5 separate regions of the Mus musculus genome follow, and regions 1, 3, 4 and 5 are each linked to region 2. A link is a contact called in public HiChIP or PLAC-seq and promoter capture Hi-C data. All regions are on one chromosome and are shown on one strand. Each heading gives the region's core, a stretch centred on a gene start, on an enhancer-like site or on the middle of the called end of the contact. The rest is flanking DNA. Distances are from core to core; before and after follow the strand shown. Region 1 holds the start of Tet2 (tet methylcytosine dioxygenase 2). Region 2 holds the start of Nfkb1 (nuclear factor of kappa light polypeptide gene enhancer in B cells 1, p105). Region 3 has its middle 25 kb from the start of Gm31678. Region 4 holds the start of Dnajb14 (DnaJ heat shock protein family (Hsp40) member B14). Region 5 holds the start of Lamtor3 (late endosomal/lysosomal adaptor, MAPK and MTOR activator 3).

Evidence for each region. Promoter capture Hi-C pulls out the DNA fragments that hold promoters and counts their contacts. HiChIP or PLAC-seq counts read pairs in DNA pulled down with a chosen protein or histone mark. Capture Hi-C pulls out chosen DNA fragments and counts their contacts.
Region 1: a contact with region 2 is called in a promoter capture Hi-C map of adipose tissue, with 4 times the contacts expected there. The contact joins the promoter of Tet2 here to the promoter of Nfkb1 in region 2. A contact is called at or near these places in 5 of 39 promoter capture datasets (cranial neural crest, hippocampal neurons, liver and 1 more), 2 of 115 datasets of contacts at active chromatin or transcription factors (astrocytes and microglia) and 2 of 9 other capture datasets (adipose tissue and liver).
Region 3: a contact with region 2 is called in an H3K27ac HiChIP or PLAC-seq map of embryonic stem cells, with 6 times the contacts expected there. The contact joins the enhancer-like site here to the promoter of Nfkb1 in region 2. A contact is called at or near these places in 1 of 39 promoter capture datasets (liver) and 4 of 115 datasets of contacts at active chromatin or transcription factors (SST interneurons, bone marrow-derived dendritic cells, embryonic forebrain and 1 more).
Region 4: a promoter capture Hi-C map of adipose tissue shows a contact between it and region 2, with 5 times the contacts expected there. The contact joins the promoter of Dnajb14 here to the promoter of Nfkb1 in region 2. A contact is called at or near these places in 13 of 39 promoter capture datasets (the 3T3-L1 cell line, 3T3-L1-derived adipocytes, the C10 cell line and 8 more), 3 of 484 Hi-C or Micro-C datasets (B cells, CD4 T cells and CD8 T cells), 13 of 115 datasets of contacts at active chromatin or transcription factors (astrocytes, bone marrow-derived dendritic cells, cardiomyocytes and 9 more) and 1 of 9 other capture datasets (adipose tissue).
Region 5: a promoter capture Hi-C map of liver shows a contact between it and region 2, with 4 times the contacts expected there. The contact joins the promoter of Lamtor3 here to the promoter of Nfkb1 in region 2. A contact is called at or near these places in 5 of 39 promoter capture datasets (the C10 cell line, frontonasal cranial neural crest, hippocampal neurons and 2 more), 3 of 115 datasets of contacts at active chromatin or transcription factors (astrocytes, embryonic forebrain and thymic regulatory T cells) and 2 of 9 other capture datasets (adipose tissue and liver).

What each region holds. Positions count from the first base shown.
Region 1 is chr3:133,543,139-133,545,838 of GRCm38.p6, forward strand. Tet2 (tet methylcytosine dioxygenase 2) reads right to left here and starts at 1,252. Exons shown (of 11, transcript NM_001040400.2): 1 at 1,062-1,252.
Region 2 is chr3:135,690,249-135,692,948 of GRCm38.p6, forward strand. Nfkb1 (nuclear factor of kappa light polypeptide gene enhancer in B cells 1, p105) reads right to left here and starts at 1,299. Exons shown (of 25, transcript NM_008689.2): 1 at 875-1,299.
Region 3 is chr3:137,826,547-137,829,246 of GRCm38.p6, forward strand. No RefSeq gene overlaps it. Among named protein-coding and RNA genes, the nearest start is that of Gm31678, 25 kb to the left of the region's middle. Within about 2 kb of position 1,320, at least 32 of the 459 cell types and tissues checked have an H3K27ac peak or open chromatin away from gene starts, as enhancers often do. A contact at or near this core is called in embryonic stem cells, where this site is marked.
Region 4 is chr3:137,866,371-137,869,070 of GRCm38.p6, forward strand. Dnajb14 (DnaJ heat shock protein family (Hsp40) member B14) reads left to right here and starts at 1,305. Exons shown (of 8, transcript NM_001033155.1): 1 at 1,305-1,686. The coding sequence starts at 1,554. It overlaps H2az1 (H2A.Z variant histone 1), which reads left to right. Exons shown (of 5, transcript NM_016750.3): 5 at 16-552. The coding sequence ends at 77.
Region 5 is chr3:137,917,170-137,919,869 of GRCm38.p6, forward strand. Lamtor3 (late endosomal/lysosomal adaptor, MAPK and MTOR activator 3) reads left to right here and starts at 1,386. Exons shown (of 7, transcript NM_019920.2): 1 at 1,386-1,494; 2 at 1,704-1,749. The coding sequence starts at 1,741.

The DNA.
Region 1 (2,700 bases), core at 2-2,501, 2.1 Mb before region 2:
CGACCAAATAAAAGAGTGAGTGCCAGAGTGAAGGAAATTTGGGATGGGACTTGTTAGAGATCTTCTCTGGGATTGGGTTTCATTTCTTCGGGCGCCCCTGACCTTGCCTTCTCCAACTCCAAACGCTTCGCCCGCCCCCTCCCCCGGCCTGCGCCTGCCTTTGTGTGTGCCTGTCACTTAAGGGGAACAGAACGAGCTGATTCGGGGGCAGCACAAAGCCAACACACAGATTTGCACAGATTCTCTTACACACATTTCCCAAACTGGAAGGCACAGCCCACTCTGAGCTTGTGAACCTTGAGAAAAGTGGGTTCTGGTCTTGTTTCAGGGAGCAGAGAAACTATTCTTTCCCCTCTCACTTAGCGCCAATAACAAAACGCGAGGACTCAAGAGAAAAAAAGAAAGAATGGAAAAAAAAAAAAAAGCCCTCCACGTAGTGGATCCTGAATCTACACACTGTGACATCTGTCTAGTGTAGTCCACGAGGGGACAAACGTGTTGGAAGCCAGAGACACAAACCCAGAACAGGACCCAAACAAGCACTACTGGAGATAAAAGAGTCAAACACACCGGGTCAGTGTTCTTTCCGGGGTGTCTGAGGATGAACTAGGGGCTCCCTGGACTTATACTAAGAACAGGGGAGAGGAGGATCAAAAGAGAAAGTGGTGGTCCCCAAAGATGAACTCTTTCAGGAAGGCAGCCCCAAGAAAACACTCACTTTCCTGAGACTAAAAGGCCAGAAGAGCGGCTGGTGGGAGGTACAAAGGTAAGTTTTCTGGGTACAGAGGGGAGACACGCATTAGCAGGAAGAAGGGACCACAGAAGTGCAGGTCGCAGGAGAAGGGGGTGCTGAATTAAAACTATATTTGTCAGCCATGTTGAAGAAGCTCCTGTAATTTGTGAGGCTTCCCTCTTCCCTCTTAGTATTTGTGGGTGACATGACAGTCCCCGCAAGGCCGAGAGAAAGAGAGGGAGATTGGAAAGGGACCATTCCGCAGCCGTCAAGAGCGAGGAAAGAAAGAGAGAGAGAGAGAGACAGGCGCGGACCTCAGCGCTCTGACCTGGTTCTGGTCCCTCAGCCTCGCAGTCCACCGCCGTCGCAGCCGGGTCTCCTTTCTAACAAATCCTACAGGGCAGCCATCTTGCTTCCTTCTGCTCCTCTACGAAAGCAGCCTCGCCTCCGCATCAATATTCATAAGGCAGTTTGACGTCTGTTCTCTAGGCTCGGCGGGGCCGGCTCTCAGGCGGCCGCCGAGGGGGCGGACGTGACTGGCATGCGAGCGGAGCGGGCGCGAGCGCGGGAGCGGGCCGTGCGCTCGCTCCCTCGCGGAGGCGCGGCGGGACCCGGGGCCGTGCGCTCGCTCCCTCGCGGGGACGCGGCGGGACCCGGGGCCGTGTGCTCGCTCCCTCGCGGAGGCGCGGCGGGACCCGGGGCCGTGCGTTCGCTCCCTCGCGGGGACGCGGCGGGACCCGGGGCCGTGCGCTCGCTCCCTCGCGGGGGCGCGGCGAGTCCCGGCTGCGCGCTCACTCCCTCGCGGGGGGCTAGGGGACCTCCTCTGCTCGGCTCCTCCCCGGCCTTTCCTGAGCCCCGGGTGCCGCCGGCCGCACACCCACGCGTGGGCGGCCTCCGCGCCTCTGTCTCCCGCGGGGGCCGCGTAGGCACTTGGAAACTCTGCGCCCTCCTGCGCGCTCCAGGGGCCCCTGGCTCCCCGCGCTCCCGCTGCCAGCACCTCACCAGTCGTCTCCCCACTCGCCCCCACACCCTGCCACCCCCTTCCCTGTCGCCCAGCCAAGCCGCTCCCCATTTCCCCAAAGGCCGTGCCGGGAGAGCTAGAGGGGCCTGGGCGCTAAAGTCTCCACTCTGCAGCAATCCGGCGGCGCCGGGGCTCTCCCCGCCCAGGCCCACCTTCTGTTTACTTTGGCCACGTGGGCCGCGCAGGGGGTGCTGTCTCGCAGAGCCCAGAGGAGCGGTGTCACCGAGCCCCTGCTTGTCACTCGAAAGAATTAAGCCAGCAGTTTCTAATGTTCAAGGCGCCCCCGTAAGTTCCTCTATTTTGCACAAATTTCCACTCCGTACGGTAAAGTAATGAAGAAACCGCCTTGTGGGAAGCTGAATTCCGAACAAGCAGAGAGCGCTCAGTTTTCCCTGAAGTTCAAGGCTTGTGCGCACCAGCTCTTCTGCTGGCACTTCCGTTTTTTAAACTTACATTTTAAATGTTCCTTTTGGTAATTATTAACTTTTGAAGATGAGATCGAGGCAAATTCATAGGAATCATGAGACAGTAGTTTAGGAAATTTGTGCTCACACATCCACCCACCCTCCTCCTGTCTTCAAGTTTTCAGTCACTGAATGTTACGTTTTAATAGGTAATCTGGGAACCTCTTCTGTGGGATCGGTTGCGTTCACAGCAACCTTAAGTCTACTTTAACACTATTATATTGTCTGTAATGCACCCTTTCTTTGTGTGTGTGTGTGGGTGGGTGTTCTTTAGAAATGAGGCCTGGAACCAACTAACTCTCTCTCTAACTCTCTCTCTCTCTCTCTCTCTCTCTCTCTCTCTCTCACACACACACACACACACACACACACACACACCACATAAATTTTGAAAAGAAAGAGCAGACCTGCAATCACAGCATTTAGAAGTCTGAGGCAGTAGGATGTCTGACAGTTTGAATTTAGCTGGGTATTGTAGTTAG
Region 2 (2,700 bases), core at 49-2,548:
AAACAAAACAGATTAAATCTAGATGATGAAATCTTTTTATCATTTGTCCCACTTAAGTTTTAGACTCGACCCATAAACAGAGCCAAGATTGGTGTCTGTCTCAGAAGACCGAAGGAAGCCTACATGTAGCAGAGGCGTCATGTTTGTATCGTTTTCTGTTTTGGAGGTCAGGCACAAAACATGGTGCCATTATCCTAGAGTTTCCCCGTAATCAAAAGTCTGAAAGGTGCTATTAGTAGGTAATTTCTCTCTCAAATGCCAGCCCTGGAGAATCGGTGTGAGGCCCTCCTTATTATTTTGAAAATCAAAGTTGAGATTTGGCAGCTGAATGCATGATATGTGTGTGTATGGGGAGGGGGGGGTGTCTATCTCAGATTGGTAAGTGGGCCCCAGGTTCTCCCGAGGGACTGATTCTTAGGAGCTGGGAAGGGCTTTGCCAGCCAGGAGGACTGACAGGCACTTCTGCTTTCATTTCACTGACCGCCCTTTGGTGAAATCTGGCTGTGCACTGCACCAAGCACCTTTCTATCTGTCCTAGGCCGGTGGCGGACCTCAGCCTGGCCGCCACCACCCCACCCCAACCCCGCCGCAGGGGCTTGGGTACATCTTTCTAAAACTTTGCAAGAGTTCCTCTCCGCTTCCCGTTCCCGCCCGCGGAGACGCCGAGGGCCCCGCCAGCCGGCCCGCAAGGCCTCGGGGCCGCCCAGTGCGGATGTGCCCTTTCCCCGCAGCCGGGGCCGCTCGATCCGCGACTCCTGCTTGGGGCTCTCCCCTAGTCCCCCCCCGAACCCCGGGAGCTTCGAGCCAGTGGGACCCGCTGCACCGTGGTGCGGAGAGCTGGCGGCTCCGTTCCTCTACCTGCCCCGGGGCTTACCCTGGAGATGCGGCGCGGCCTCTCCTCGCCTGCGGGCTCCCGCTGCGGAGCGGCGCGGACCGGCGGGAGCCCGAGCCGGGTCGGGGCGCGGGCGGGCGGGCGGGCGGCTCAGCGGCGCGCCATGGCTGCGGCGCGGGCGGAGAAGCGCGGGGCGGGCCGGGCGCGGCGGGGCCCTGAGCTCCGGCCTGCGCTGCTAGAGCCGGCCCGCGAGCAGGCCGAGGGCGGCGGCGGCGGCGGCGGCGGCGGCAGGCCGGGGGCGCGCAGGGCACGGGAAGCCGTCAGCGCGCAGCCGGGCTGCTCGGGTGGCGAAACCTCCTCTTCCTGCCCGGCTCGCCTCGGTACTTCTCTCTCGTCCTCTCTCGCTCACTCTCTCACTTCCTGGCTGGAAATTCCCACTGACGTCGAGAGAGAGCAGACAGACGGACGGACCCACGCGCGCGCGCACAGCGGGGGCGGGAGGTGGGGTCGCCTCCGGGGGTGGGGGAAGCCCGCGCGCCCCGACCCGGCGCCCCGAACCCCAAGCCCCGCGGCGGCCGCGACGCCCCCGGGAGGCGCCCGCAGCCCAAGGGCAGGCCCGGACAGCTGGAGGCCACGGGAGACCGGCCTGGTCCCCACGCGCTGGGCACAAAAGTCAATCTCATCTGCTTGTTCCCTCCTCTGGGGGTCTCGGCTACACTCAGATCGCTCCATAGAGCGGACAGGAATTTCGAGATCGTAGCTGAGGTTCTCTCCAGAGAACCATGAATTTATATTGGGTCTGGATGAAGTCTTCAATCCGCTCGATTATTTCAGCCACAGCGCATTGTCCGGCCTGTGTGATCATCGCTGTGGATGGAATTAGAGCGACAGTGAGACCCGCAGTGTTGGTTCACAGCTCATAAATCCTTATCCGGCTCAAGGGAGGTTATTTTTCTGGAGAGGCCTCCCACTGATGACCGTTTGCGAGCATTTGAGCGTCTTTATTCTTTGGGCAAAGTGCCTCCATGGGCCAGGAATGACAGCCTGGGGCTAGGTAGCTCCCAAGTGAGTTTTGACTTAAACCTATTTTAGAGTTCGGGGGTCTCACTACTGAGTTCAAGTGGAAATACAACTTTGAAAGGCCAGGGATCAATCAGGTAGTGAGCATGCAGTTTTATTTTGGTACTTAACCCTCCGCTCAGCGTTCCACTTATGAAGTTATAAAAAACCCTCTCAGTGGGATGTTGTTGAGGGAAACACAGGTGCCCCCCCCCACACTGTATATTAGAGAGTCTTTAAGTGACCTTAAAGAGCCCTGTAATCAACCTTAAAGCTATATCATTAAATTGTAGAGACCGTTTTGCCATCTAGAGTTCAGAGGCTTCCTATAGATGGAAGACAACGATGGTTGTTATTATTTATGGGACATTAGAAATTGTAACCTACGGGCCTGGGAAATGACTCAACAGAGTGGTCGTTGGGATCTTTAGCATTCCTGCAGGTGGGGGTATCTGTAACCTCAGCGGACAGTTGGACCTGGAACTCATTGGATAACTAACAAAGCCAAGCGCTGAGTGACAGAAAGTGACAAACACAGACCTCTGTGAGAGAGAGTGGGGGTGGGGGGGACAGAGGGAGGGGGAGGGGGAGAGGGCAAGAACTGTGTCCTTGTTACTATTTAGCACATTGCTATATAGTATATAAAATGATTCTTTTCCCTGATGATATAAATACAAAGCCTGAAAGCTCTGGTGAAACAACAAAGTATAAAGTGTTTGTCTTTCCTCTGAGGACTAGGTGGGATGGGGAAAACTCTACAGTCTGCAAGGTGGGGCAGTCCCATTGTCAAAGGCACATAAATAAGACTG
Region 3 (2,700 bases), core at 70-2,569, 2.1 Mb after region 2:
GTACTTCCTGACCTGTGCCACCTTGCTCACTTGCAGAAGGACTTTGGCTGGTGCTGGGAATCAAATCATAAACTTAATTTCTGCTTCCCTCTGCATTGGTGGTCCTTAAGCAGAGGGCAGGCTTGTTGGCAATTAACTTGGAAATGCTGGATTTGCTGGACTTAGCCTAGAAGCTGGAGCTAGGTTCCAGTTTTGTTGGGAGAGATTAACCTGGAGATGCTGGTCTTGTTGTGGAGGTAACTTGGAAACCAATGTTTATAGTACTGGCCTGTTAGTTACCTGAGTTTAAGTTCCCTAAAATGGAGTCTGAACTTAAAAGATTCTGTCTCTCAATGGGACAGTACTGCGAGAGGTGCCAGCTACCCTTAGGCAAGTGGGCCCGAGAGGTTGTATAAGCAAGCAAGCTGAGCAGGCCATGGGAGCAAGGCAGGGAGCAGCGCTCCTCATTGATCCCGGGGTCAATTCTCACCTCAGCACTGGACTACAGTCCTGTAAGCTGAAATGTACCCTGTTTAGTCAGCATTTTATCACAGCAATAGAAAGCAAACTAGAACAGCTATCAAACCCAGAGCCTCTTGTATGCTAGGAAAAGACTAGTGAGCCATCCCCAGCCCTGAGTCTTAAGTTTTCAGTGGATGAGAAGAGAGATTTGTTATGGACTAAAAGCTGGCAAACAAAACAAAACAAAACAAAACAAACAAACAAAAACCCTTTCTCCCTTTCTCTAGAGGGCCAAGCAGCAAATCCTGGAGGCTTTATGTGCTGCACGTCTCAGTTATTGCTAGTTGGAAGCACTTCTCTGGTCTGAAGGCCAGAGGCTCAGATCTAACAAGCAGGCTTTGGGCTCTGCAGTAGCTTGAAGGCAGGTTGTGTCCACCAAAATTCATGAGTGAAGACTCAGGCCACAAAGCAGCAGTATTAAGGGGAGGTCATTTAACCGGATTGCTACTTTTCTTCTCCTAAAAGTGAGTTCTCATTCTCACAGGATTGGATTAGTTAGAGAGAGAGAGAGGCTGTGATAAAAATAACGCACGGCTCGGCTCTCACCAGACATGGCTGCCCGCTCACAAGCTTTGCAGCCTCCCAGAGCCACAAGAGTCAAAAGTAAACCTCTTAGCTTTATAAATGGGTCTCTGGAGTTCTGTTATAGCAACAGAAAACAGGCTACAGCAGAGGCACTGTCTGACAGCCCCTGCTACTGACGACAAAAGCCGGAGAGATTAGAGAACAAATCCATGAATGTCCATCACAGACACTAGACAGAGGAGTTAGAAATCAGGGGGGAGGCGGGGGAGATCTGCTCCAAACCCGGAAGGGTGAGCGATAAAAAGGCACCCTAGACAGCAGGGACTGCGCGTGTCAAGACACAAGCAAGGCAGTGAGTTAGCAGATCCTCTAAACACACAGGCCTCCAGGAAGGAAGAATACATTTGGGCCCTCGAGGAGGAGGCAGCTGGGGGAGGGGGCGATGTTTAGAGAAGGTTATAAATCATGGCGACAATCACTGATCTCGATGCTCTGCTTACACTGAAACCTTGCAGATTATAAAATCCCCATTACACTGCTTTGTCGAAGCACTAGCAGAGGCCAGGGTGTCTCCCTGAAATTTGCCACAAGACAGCTTTAAACACTAACAAAAATCTTACGAATTTTAACAACTCCAGAGGTGGGAAAAGAGCCCATAAAAGGAGAGGCAGGTGGGAACCACAGCCCAGATGCTTTCAAGGAAATTCTGGCTTTACAAACCACCTTACTGAACTATGATTGACACACAGAGAGCTGCGCCTCCTTAGTCTACGTAATTTAATGAGTTTACAGTTGTAAGCCATTACCATAGCCCAAGCCTTAAGGATCTGTGGCCTTTCTCACCTGCCTTTTTTTTTTTTTTTAAGATTTATTTATTATATATACACTGTAGCTGTCTTCAGACACTCCAGAAGAGGGCGTCAGATCTTGTTACAGATGGTTGTGAGCCACCATGTGGTTGCTGGGATTTGAACTCTGGACCTTCAGAAGAGCAGTCGGGTGCTCTTACCCACTGAGCCATCTCACCAGCCCCTCATCTGCCTTCTTGATCAACAATCATTATTGGTTTTGTTTGGTTGGTATTTTCTTCAAAGCCACGCAGACCGCATTCTCTAATGTCCCCAGCAATGCCAAGAGCCTGAGGAGAGACCCTCACGCCTCCTCCTCGTGGTTTCTGCTCTCTGCACATTCACAGATTCTTCTCTTGTAACAAACGTGCAAATGATCCCTGTCGCTGTCAGCTTTGGATGCCAACTTGACACAAATCCATAGTCAACTGGGAAGAGGGAACCTCAGCTAATGAATTGCCCAAGCTCACACTGGATGGTGGCCAAGTTGGGGAGGTATATTCTTTGATGCTTGTTGACGCAGGAGGCCCAGACCACTATTGGAAGTGTTGTCCTTAGGCTACTGGGCCTGAGCTGGGTAAGAAAGGAGGCTGAGCAACCCAACTAACACCGTTCCTCCAGGGTCTCTGCTTCAGCTCCTGCCTCCAGGCTCCTGCCTGAGTTCTTCCTTTGGCATCTCTTGATGAAGGACTGTAATCTAGAGGCTTGAAATGAACCCTTTCCTCCCCAGGTTGTTTTTAGTCAATGTATTTAGCACAGCAACAGAAAGCAAACTGGGACAATCCTGGGAAATGTGGTATATTTCTTAAGGAGTTATTTGCACGCC
Region 4 (2,700 bases), core at 55-2,554, 2.2 Mb after region 2:
GTGTCCCTCTCCTAGGTGTCATCCCACACATCCACAAATCGCTGATCGGGAAGAAAGGACAACAGAAGACTGTTTAAGGATGCCTGGATTCCTTATTATCTCAGGACTCTAAATATTCCTAACAGCTGTCCAGTGTTGGTGATTCCAGTGGACTGTATCTCTGTGAAAAACACAATTTTGCCTTTTTGTAATTCTATTTGAGCAAGTTGGAGGCTTAATTAGCCTTCCAACCAACCAAATTTCTGCATTCGAGTCTTAACCATATTTAAGTGTTACTGTGGCTTCAAAGAAGCTATTGATTCTGAAGTAGTGGGTTTTGATTGAGTTGACTGTTTTTAAAAAACTGTTTGGATTTTAATTGTGATGCAGAAGTTATAGTAACAAGCATTTGGTTTTGTACAGACATTGTTTCCACTCTGGTGGATAAGCTCAATAAAGGTCATATCCCAAACTAGCTTTAAACTTGCTTAATAATCGGGACTTACCTTAGATCTCACTCAGCAACAAGTACATTCTCTGCTTACTAATTAAACAGTGCATCTGTAGTCATAACCCCGTGGTACTTTTGTTGTTTCTTTGTATCATATGACCTCTTAGGGTCTTAAAACTTGGGAAGAAGCTGGAGGTAACTGCTTTTGGCGTCCCCCCCCCCCCCAATTGACAGTTAACTAATGTGAAAGGGCCTGTATCCTAAGGTGGGACACAAGTACAGAGACCCTCAGGGTACAACGAAAGTACCTCCACCGAATGAACTTCGGATATAATTTGCTTTTAGTGACCAGACACAGGTGTGAAATGCTAGTCACATCTTGATTCATGCCAAGCATGTTCCATTATTATACATTGACCCCTTTCCCCTCCCTGAGCCTTAAGACATGTATCCTAATTCCTGGAGCAAATCAAACAGAATAGGAGGTGCTTAAGCAGCCTATGTGGATGAAAGAACTTCCTGCCTTACAGCTGCTTTAACCCAAAGAGCTGCATTGTACCTGCCAGGTGGCAGGTGGGTCAGATGTGCCGCTGAGAAGGGCTGGGGAACTGCGGGGGTTGGGGGTTCCAGGGCTTCCGATCCAAAGCAGGAAGCGCCTGTAGGACGAATCCATGCGGCAATCACTCCCTAACGGAGGCCCAGGGCTTCCCAAGACCTAAGGGCCAGGAGGCCTGGCCTCTGATCCTTGTGGATCTGGTCGTGAGGGTCCCTGTCCCCACCCCGGTGGCGCGGAAGGCGGGCTCCGGGCCACACCGGAGCCTAGGGGCCGGGGCGTCCGCGCTCCGCCAACCCACGGCCTCCCCGCCCTCCTCCCGGGTTACCGCGTCGGCTTTACGGTCCGCCAGGCCCGGGAGGGACGCGGCTGGCGCCGCTGCGGCCGCGGGGGGCGGGGAGGCGGCCGTGAGGAGGCGGAGCTGCGAGGCCGCCCGTCGCCGGGCCGCCGCCGCGGTGCCCGCTCCTCCCCGCGCCGTGCCGCGCCGTGCCCCGCCCGGCCGCCTCGCCTCCTCCGCGGCGGGCCCCCCTCGCAGCTGCGCGGCCGCGGACACCGAGGCAGGCGCGAGCCATGGAGGGCAACCGCGACGAGGCGGAGAAATGCGTGCAGATCGCTCGCGAGGCCCTGAGCGCCGGCAACCGCGACAAGGCCCAGCGCTTCCTCCAGAAGGCCGAGAAGCTGTACCCGCTGCCGGCCGCGCGCGGTGAGCCCCGGCCCCCGCCGTGACCCCGGCCCCCGCGCCCTGCGCCCCGCCGGCCGCGGCCGCTCCAGCACTCAGGGACACAGGCGGGGCGCTGTGGGGTGCTGGGTGACGGGTCCCCTCCCCAGATCAGCCTAGGCCCCTGTGAAGTGACAGGAGCGGGGACTCCAGCGGCTTCTCGGGCTTCACCATCCCCGGGTTCTGTAATTTGTCCGTTCCTTAAGCAAGTATCTTCGAATACCTTAGATGACACTGCTTTTCCCAGGGAGGAGAGAGCCCTTACAAGACAGCTCCACTTTCGAAAGGGATGGTGAAGTTATTGATGATTCCTAAATAGTGTCTGGTTTGATATGGCACCGTAAGTACCCGCAAGTTCGGTACATCGCTAAAGAGTAGGCTATGGACTTACCCTACTTTAATTCACCTTATTCATTGTCTAACTCTACAGTCAACACAACACTCACAAAGCGCCACGAGTTGTGCCTAGTATTTTATATGCCCCTCTTATTCCTCAGAAAAGTACCGTGTTATTTGACCATGTGCAGAAACTTTTGCCAAATGAATGAATGAATGAATGAAATGAATGAAAATACCTTGCCCAAGGTCGTATAGGAATGGGCAAAGTCATAATAGGCACTGAGTTTTAATCTCTACAAGGCCTTTACTACCGTTTTTTGGTTTTGTCTTTTTTTTTTTTTCCCATGCCCATAGGATGACATTTAACTGTTGTTGAAAGAATTTCCAGGTTAAGAGGATTAAGAGGAAACTTGATAAGCAGCCCCCTGTTTTAATTTATTGTTTTCTTAATTCTTTTTACATCGTTGAAGCCTTTTATCTCTGCTGATTTTCACTTTACCTTTTTGTTAGCATTGGGACAGGGCAGGAAAAGATAGTGAAAGAAAAGTTAATTGTAAAAAGTGTGAAATAAAAATTATCATTTTTAGGTGTACAGTTTAGTAGTGTTAAGTATTTTCATGCGTACCACAGGATCGGTATTTTTTTGTTTTTTATCTTACA
Region 5 (2,700 bases), core at 136-2,635, 2.2 Mb after region 2:
AAAACCCAAAGGATGAACAAAAGGGGGGCTGAGACACTAAAGAACAACTTCATGCACAGTGGGCCAACCAATGCTATCACAAACACGCTGGCTCACACAGCTGAGCGGGCCTGCCGGAGATCAAGCCAGCCAACATTCTAGCATGCAGTGGGGATGGTTGGTGAGCCTACCTACACTGAAGTGCTATGGGCAATTGATGGCTTCTGAGAGAGGTGTCAGTGTTCTTTAAGGGTGATCTCTGGTAGGTTGGCCATGCTCCATTGGCTAGTCCCACAGGCCCCGGAGATGATCAGCCCAAACTGGACTTGATAGGTTATGGGGGCGGGGGGGGAGGACACAGTTTGAAGGGTACAGACATGGGGGTGAACCTAAGGGGAGTTAGAGCAGAAGAGTCAGGGGTAAATATGATCAAAATGCATTGTATGAAATTCTCAAAGAATAAAAGTATTAAAACTTTGTGGAAATGAAAAGAAACTTGAGTGGCGATTTAGTAAAAGAATTCCAAAGTAGGTGCTCCTAGAGAGCTTACCGTTTTCTTTAACGGTACACGACTGTTAACATCTGCAGCAAAAGCCATCAGCTTCCATTCCCCCTCCCCGCCCTCCCCCCACTCCCCCCAGCTCAGGCAGCCACTGGGGAGTATTTAGATCCCAGGTGATTTTCGTTTGTCCTCAGGGTTTCTACCAGAGTCTCCTAAGCGGATTACATGGCTGCCCTCTACCACAAAAGAGTTATCAACGCGTCAGTAATGAGAAACACCGGGCCAAAGCAAATGGAGAAGCCTCCCTTTTGCTAAGCTTTCTTGCCTTGCCCTTACAGTGGGCTTTCTTGAATGTACAAACACCAACAAAAAATATAGGCAGTTTTTATTTTATTTTAAGAAGATACAACAAATGCAGGCCCAAGAGCCAAAGCAGGCAGCCCAGTGCATGCGTGTTCAAAACGGACTTAGCAAACGAGCCCATAGGCCCATGGCTCCTGCACTTCTAGGTAAAAACCCAAGAGAACATGTGGTAGCAGCACCGTTAGGAAACTGGCTTGTAAATTAGGTTATCCAAGGACCTGGGACTTCTAATAAGTAGGCTGCTCAGTTTGTTCTCCTCAAACGTCTTCATTCATAAAGATTTACATAATGGGTCTGGGAAAGGTGTACACATACTCCGCACAGGATCATCTTCCGTTGTAGGTGAGTTGGATGGAAATTAAGGTGCAAGGACCGCAGATGCCAACCCAGCTGCTCGTGGCGCAGCGCGCAGGCGCAGGAAAAAAAAAAAAAGCCTCCAGGGGGCGGGGCGGCCGCGCGCGCAATTTCCGCCCGGGTCTCCCCGGAAGTTCCGAGTCCCGGTACTGGAGGGTGCAGCAAGTGCTTCCTGGATCCCGCGGAGGTCACGAGTAATGTGACAGCGACTTGACAGGCGGCTTCAGAGAGGCGACTGAACTGCGGGAACACCGGGGCAGGTCTTCCCAGGCTGGAGCGCGCGTGCGTCTGCAGAGGTCGCCGCTCCTCTCAGCTCGGGGACAGAGTGGGTGGGGAGAGGTGGGCTGGCCACCGGGCAGGGTCCCCGGGAACCTCCCCACTCCCTTGACGGAGATCCAGGGCTCTCGCTTGGCCCTGGAGAGGGTGGATCTCGTGATGCTGTCTGGGTCTGGAGAGGGTGACTAAGCCTCGGGTGCGGGGGAAGTCACGGAAGTTTTCCTTCCAGGAGTGGAGATCGATTCTGCGAGGAAAAGGGGTTCATCATGGCGGATGTAAGTTGACACCCCTTCCCAAGAAAAAGGGGAGGTGGGAGGTTTGCATACGGCTTCTGAGAGGAGAAAGGTAGAAATGTGTTTCAGCCTCGCCTCTCTTCCTGGATTTGTAGTAAGGACTTGCAGGGGCCTGAGCTTCTGTCAGGACCGGTTGTGATGGGCCACTAAGGTGCTTTAGCCTCAGAGAACTATATATTCTTCCACCTCCTAATCCTATTGGAGCATACAAGAACTCTGTGTGGGTGGCACTGGAAATTCTGAAGGATGACTGGCCGCCCTTCCAGTCAGTACCTGTTCATAGGACAGTGCTCTGAATCCTCTCCCAGTAAATAATGCTCTTGGTGTCTCAGTAGGCAGTGTTGGGAGTCTAAAAGGATGGCTAACGCGTGCCCCCTTAACAAGCTATGTTCCGTTTCTATGTGTCTGTTTAAGACGAGAGCAAAAGTAAGTTTGTGGTGGTAACGTGGGAAAGGACACTCATTCAGTTTGGGAGATAGAGGTTCAAAACAGCACACATTTAGAGTGGAGGTCATAATTGTCAGTATCTTTGCCAAGAAGCTGAATGTTAGAATAGTTTATCGGAATTAGGATCATTTAAAAAAAAAAATTCATGGGCAATCTGGATGCCCGGACATGGGAAGAGATTTATAGAGGATTCTCAAGTGAATACGGTAGCATCCGGATGTAAAATATTAGGAAGCACGTGACCTCATTTTACAGCAAATCTGTATTTGTGTGTCCCAATTCCAAGTACACTGACATAGCCCTTACTAACCTTTGACAGCGTTCTTAGGTTGTAGGGTCTGTGATTATCCCTGTAGACATGTAACGAAGCATATAATGAAACTGAGGCCTAGAAAAAGGTTAACTAACTTCTCCCAAGTTATACACGTCAGAGATGAAATGCCAGTGACAAGTGGTGAGTTCATGTCCTTTAGGGATAGGGACAGG